2 separate regions of the Ovis aries genome follow, and region 2 is linked to region 1. A link is a contact called in public Hi-C data. All regions are on one chromosome and are shown on one strand. Each heading gives the region's core, a stretch centred on a gene start, on an enhancer-like site or on the middle of the called end of the contact. The rest is flanking DNA. Distances are from core to core; before and after follow the strand shown. Region 1 overlaps DST (dystonin). Region 2 overlaps DST (dystonin).

Evidence for each region. A called contact is a pair of places that touch in the nucleus more often than the background predicts.
Region 2: a contact with region 1 is called in a Hi-C map of hypothalamus, with 7 times the contacts expected there. The contact joins two enhancer-like sites. A contact is called at or near these places in 7 of 16 Hi-C or Micro-C datasets (hypothalamus, liver, muscle and 3 more).

What each region holds. Positions count from the first base shown.
Region 1 is chr20:3,503,584-3,506,157 of ARS-UI_Ramb_v3.0, forward strand. The region is part of intron 3 of DST (dystonin); the gene reads left to right. Among named protein-coding and RNA genes, the nearest start is that of TRNAG-CCC, 82 kb to the right of the region's middle. Within about 2 kb of position 1,293, at least 8 of the 54 cell types and tissues checked have an H3K27ac peak or open chromatin away from gene starts, as enhancers often do. A contact at or near this core is called in hypothalamus, where this site is marked.
Region 2 is chr20:3,656,284-3,658,857 of ARS-UI_Ramb_v3.0, forward strand. All of the region lies in intron 5 of DST (dystonin), which reads left to right. Among named protein-coding and RNA genes, the nearest start is that of TRNAG-CCC, 70 kb to the left of the region's middle. Within about 2 kb of position 1,303, at least 12 of the 54 cell types and tissues checked have an H3K27ac peak or open chromatin away from gene starts, as enhancers often do. A contact at or near this core is called in hypothalamus, where this site is marked.

The DNA of each region.
Region 1 (2,574 bases), core at 43-2,542:
TCTTCTCCAAGTGTCTATGAGATGCTCTGGGGGACCTGGGTTCAATCCCTGGGTTGGGAAGATCCCCTGGAGGAGGGCATGGCAACCCACTCCAGTATCCTTGCCTGGAGAATCCCATGGACAGAGAAGCCTGGCAGACTACAGTCCGTGGGGTTGCGGAGTAGGACACGACTGAGCGACTTTCACATGAGCAATTACTTAGTTAGGTTCTGTCACTGAGGACATAAACCCAGGGGATCTGATCTTGTGAGAACAGGCCTACACTAAGCAACACACACACACACACACACACACACACACACACACACACACACACACACACACACACACACACACACCATAAAAAGCCTTGCTTACCCAGCCCTTCATTTTGAAAATATTCAAATTTACAGCAAAGTTGGGAGAGCAGTACAGTGAAGACTCACTGTAAAGCTGTTGCCACGTTAACCGATTCCTGTTTATATGGAAACAGCTGAGAACAAGTGCGGGCAGCATGAGTTTAGGTGAGGAAGCTTTTCTGCAACCAGCATACCATCTGCACACCTCAGAAAATGGACAGCAGTTTCCCAGAATCAGCTAATAAACGGCTGGTGATCCAGGTTCACATTCTCCCCGTTGTCTGTTGTCTTTTTAGCTTAAAGAGAAATTCAGACTCCCACCAAGGCTCATAACTGTGTTGTTAGGCTTCCGCTTTGGGTAGTATGTGTGTTCTGTGACATTGACCTTTTTCCTCTTTGAAAGAGTCCAGGATACAATTATCTTCAAATATCCCTCAATCTGAATGTGTCTAATTGATTCCTCACAGGCTTTTTATTTTCTTTTAAATTTTTGGAACTGTGCTTACTGCAGTGTGCCAATGTCTCAGGTGTAAACGTTTGTGAGAGGCCACGTGCCCGCCTCTGGGCCTCGGGCCGCCTGGCTGTGTCTCGGGGTCTTATCTCCGCACTGATTTCTTGCTGCCCTCAGAGAATGCCGGGCAGAGGCAGCTTCCTGGCACCTTCCTCCAGATGCGGGTGCCGAGGCTGGGCGGCTTCCAGGGTCAGCAGCTCCATTGTGCTAGTCCAGATCCCCCACCGGGGTTTCAATTAGAGCGGTTATTGTTTAGTTCCCCTGCTAAAAATGCCGCATTATGTCACTATGCTGGCTTTAGGAGATGGAGTTGTTTTTGCACCGTGGGAGTGAATTGGCGATTAGGAAGGTCCCTTTGCGCTTTCGGAGATCTAATCCAGCTGCTCAGACCGCCTTCCCAAGGAGGCTGTGCTGAGACACAGTGCGTGGGTCTCTGTCCCTCACAGCCTAGCGGTTTGTTGTTGGTTGCAGAGATCCACTATCAGACCAGAGGACTCTCACAGTCCTTTATTTAAGGAAAGAAGGCCAAATATTAAACCATGATGACCCAGGCCAGCTTTGTCTTTACTCTCCTAATTACCTTTCTTCCCTTCTGAATACTGTACATTCTTTCCCCCCTCCCCCCTTTTTTGGTTTTCAACACGCAGGCCAAATGGGGTTGACAGTTGAGGATGTAACTTGAAGTTTGTGTGTGTTTGCTTATGGGCTCTGGTCTGAAGAGAGGTTTCCATGGACGCTTTTAGAGGTGTCCATGAGCCCCAGACAGTTAAAATCACTGGGTTAAATGGTTGTTTCTTCCTACAGCCTTTGATATTTTCTCTGACCCTTGATATAGTATCTTCTCCTTTTCAGTAATTTTTTGGTATACTATTTGTTTTACGTTAAAAATTATAAGGAATAAAATTAAATTCATTCATAGTATTAGTCATCGCCCAGAGATATCTGCTGTTTACACTCTGGTAGATAGTTACCTATCTGCCTATTTATCTATAAATCATCTATCTTTCTATTCATTTCCACACATACACACACAGACACACACACAGACACACAGACACACAGATTTTTTTAAAAATAGGAATCATCCTGTATGCACCCTTCCCACTTTGCTAATGTAGATCAATAACATTTTTGTTTAATTGCTGCAAAGTAGTCCATTGTATGGATATACTGTCATTTATTTAATGAATTCCCTATAGACAGATATTTATATTTTAACAGGAATCAAACCTTAGGCAACAGGAGCAGAGCAGGAGGAACTGGGGTCTTTTGCTGGTCCCAAGAGTTCTCTTCCTTTGTCTGAACTTTAAGCCCCACATCGAAAGCGAGGCCTGGACTTTGGGTCAGAGAACATGTTTGCTTTTTCCAGAAGAAAGGAGTGTACCCCCAGCTCTTGAAGTGGCTGCTGCTGCTGCTAAGTCGCTTCAGTCGTGTCCAACTCTGTGCGACCCCATAGACGGCAGCCCACTAGGCTCCTCTGTCCCTGGGATTCTCCAGGCAAGAATACTGGAGTGGGTTGCCACTTCCTTCTGCAATGCATGAAAGTGAAAAGTGAAAGTGAAGTTGCTCAGTCGTGCCTGACTCTTAGCGACCCCATGGACTGCAGCCTACCAGGCTCCTTGGTCCATGGGATTTTCCAGGCAAGAGTGCTGGAGTAGGGTGCCATTGCCTTCTCCGTGTGAAGTGGCAAATCATTTCAAATCAATAAAGAATAGTTTTGGAGGG
Region 2 (2,574 bases), core at 53-2,552, 150 kb after region 1:
TTATTTTAAAAAATGGCATTTGAAATAGCCAACTAAGTACATTGCTTCATTTTTTAAGCAAGATTTTCTTTCTGTGATAACCCTTTTTGAATGAGATTGAGTCAAGAAAGAGATACCTGCTTCAAGTAAGAGTTCAGTAAGTCGTACTGATGGAAAACTGAGGAATTGTGATCCCTGTCCTTCAAATTAGATCTGTTGCCCAGCTGCATCACTGGGTAGCCTTTTCAGTATGGCTATTCCATTTGCTTTTTTGCTTTTTTTAATATAGATCTCCTTTTTTGTTTAGGTGAAAGTGGCTGGCATTGCCAGTTTTTCTAGACTCGTTAGTATTATAATTAGTCCTTTGGTTTAATTACTAATTGATTACTTTGGAAACTATTTTTAATAAATACAAATCATAAGTCCTTTTAAGTGTATTTTCATCGAGTGTACCTCCAGATTGGAACGGCCTGACTTCCTGTCTTATATTCTGGGCACTGTTCTTATTCTTAATTCCTGGTGAATTCTGATGAGTGTAGTAAACAAAATTGCCACTCAGTAACTCAGAGGGCATGTGAGTGATATAGTTTTTGCTCTCATACAGTATTTAGGTCTCTGATCTATTTGGAAGAAAAGGTTCAAATAAATCCTTCTGCATGGTGAATATTAGTTTTTCAACATCATTTGTTGAAAAGATTCAACACTGAATTGCTTTTGTTCTTTTGTGAAAAACCAATTGTTAGGACTTCCCTGGAGGTCCATTGGTTAAGACTCTGGGCTTCCAATGCAGGAGGCGCAGGTTCAATCCTTGCTTGGGGAATTAAGATTCCACATGCTGTGTGTGGTATGGTGGGAAAAAATAAAATAAAAAACAATTGTCCGTAAATATGTGTCTATTTCTGGACTCTGTTGGGTTCCATTGATCTATATGTCAATTTTTTAAAAAAGCATTTTAAAAAAGATTCTTGATTTCACCTGAACTCCATTCTGGCAGTCACTTCCCAGGTCAGTTTGGATGGGTCAGGGGGAACACTTAGAGGATTTGGTGCAGGAGTGGAGGTTTCCCTCTCTGTGTTGGTCACTGAGCAGCATTATTTAGTTCCAGCTGTATGAGAGGACACAGTGCCAGGTACCAATTGTAACAGATGCCCTGGTGGGCCCTGCAGGAGAGACAGATCCCCTCTGGGAAGTGGGCGATGGAGTTCATGATTCTGTGTCCTGAGTTTCTCTTTTCTTCTCCATCACCAGGCAGGCACTCAGGAGCCCACAGCTGAGGGCATGGCTAAGGTCACAGGCAAAGTACAGATGGCCCATCTTTTATTTATTGAACAGAACTTCTTTGTCTGCTGTATGAAGGGTACTGTGCGAGGCACAAAGCATTTATAATGAGGACCTAAGACTCTGTCCCCTTAAGGGGCTTCCGCTTGTGCTATCATGTACGTAACACTCTTCTTGAAGGAAAAGGATGGTCGGTGGTGTCCTGGTATAAGCCAGGGACTATGGGAGGGCAAAGGAGGGACGCTTTCATGATTTGGGTGACCCTGGAGTTTGACCTTGAAGGAAGAGTAAGATTCAATAGCCAGAGGAGTGGGGACAGAACAGCATTTCGGGTAGAAAGAATACCTCAAGTGCAAGCAGAGGCCGCCACTGTGCAGCCGACATTGCTTCCCAGCTCTCTCAGCCCTCGGGGTTGGAAGTGCAGCTGTCCCACCCGGGCGCTGGGGCGCGTGTGTGCTGAACCGCACCGCAGCTGTGTCCCCACTTCACCTTTGCACACATGGCCCCTGAGTTCCAAGGTGGTCTCTTATCTGTCTAAAAGAGAGGATGTTCAGAACAGGGACTGGAGGGAAAATAAGATCCGCTTAGGTGTTAGGCTTTAGTACGCAGCATACGTGGGCATCGCCTCTGATTCTGGTCATGAACGCCTGCGAGGACTGACTGTCAAACGTCCGTGGTCCACAGGTCTCTGCTGAGCAGATTGAAATCTGGAAATTTGGTAAAATTGCAGTGTCGTTTAGGAGGTGATCCCTTTTTTTAAAAGAATTGAAGTATATTGGATTTACACTGTTAACTTCTGTACAGAAAAATTCAGCTATATATCTGTATGTATCTATATATACTGTGTATCTCTACATATCTGTATTCCACAAAAAGAATACACACACACACACACACATACACACACACACACTTTTCCACATTCTCTTCCTTTATGGTGTATAGGATGTTGAATACACTTCTTTGTGCTATACAGTAGGACCTTGTTGTTGTCCAGCCTGTGTATAATAGCTTACATCTGCTAAGCCCAGCCTGCTGCTCCATCCCTGGGAGGTGATCACTTTGAAAAAATTGATGCCAGCTTTTTCAGCTTGAATCTTCCCACAGAAGGTATAATTCTGTGGCAGAGATTCATTCCAGCAACAGCGTATACAACATCTGTTAAAATTTTTCTCTATTAGTGATGGATAAACCAATATTTATGATTCTGCCCACACATTTGGGTCTGGGGGCCTTGGAGTTTCATCTGGATTGAAGGAAATGCTTTACCAGGGGGCAGGTTTCAGCGTGGTTGGGAGCAGAAGCAGTGGGATCGCA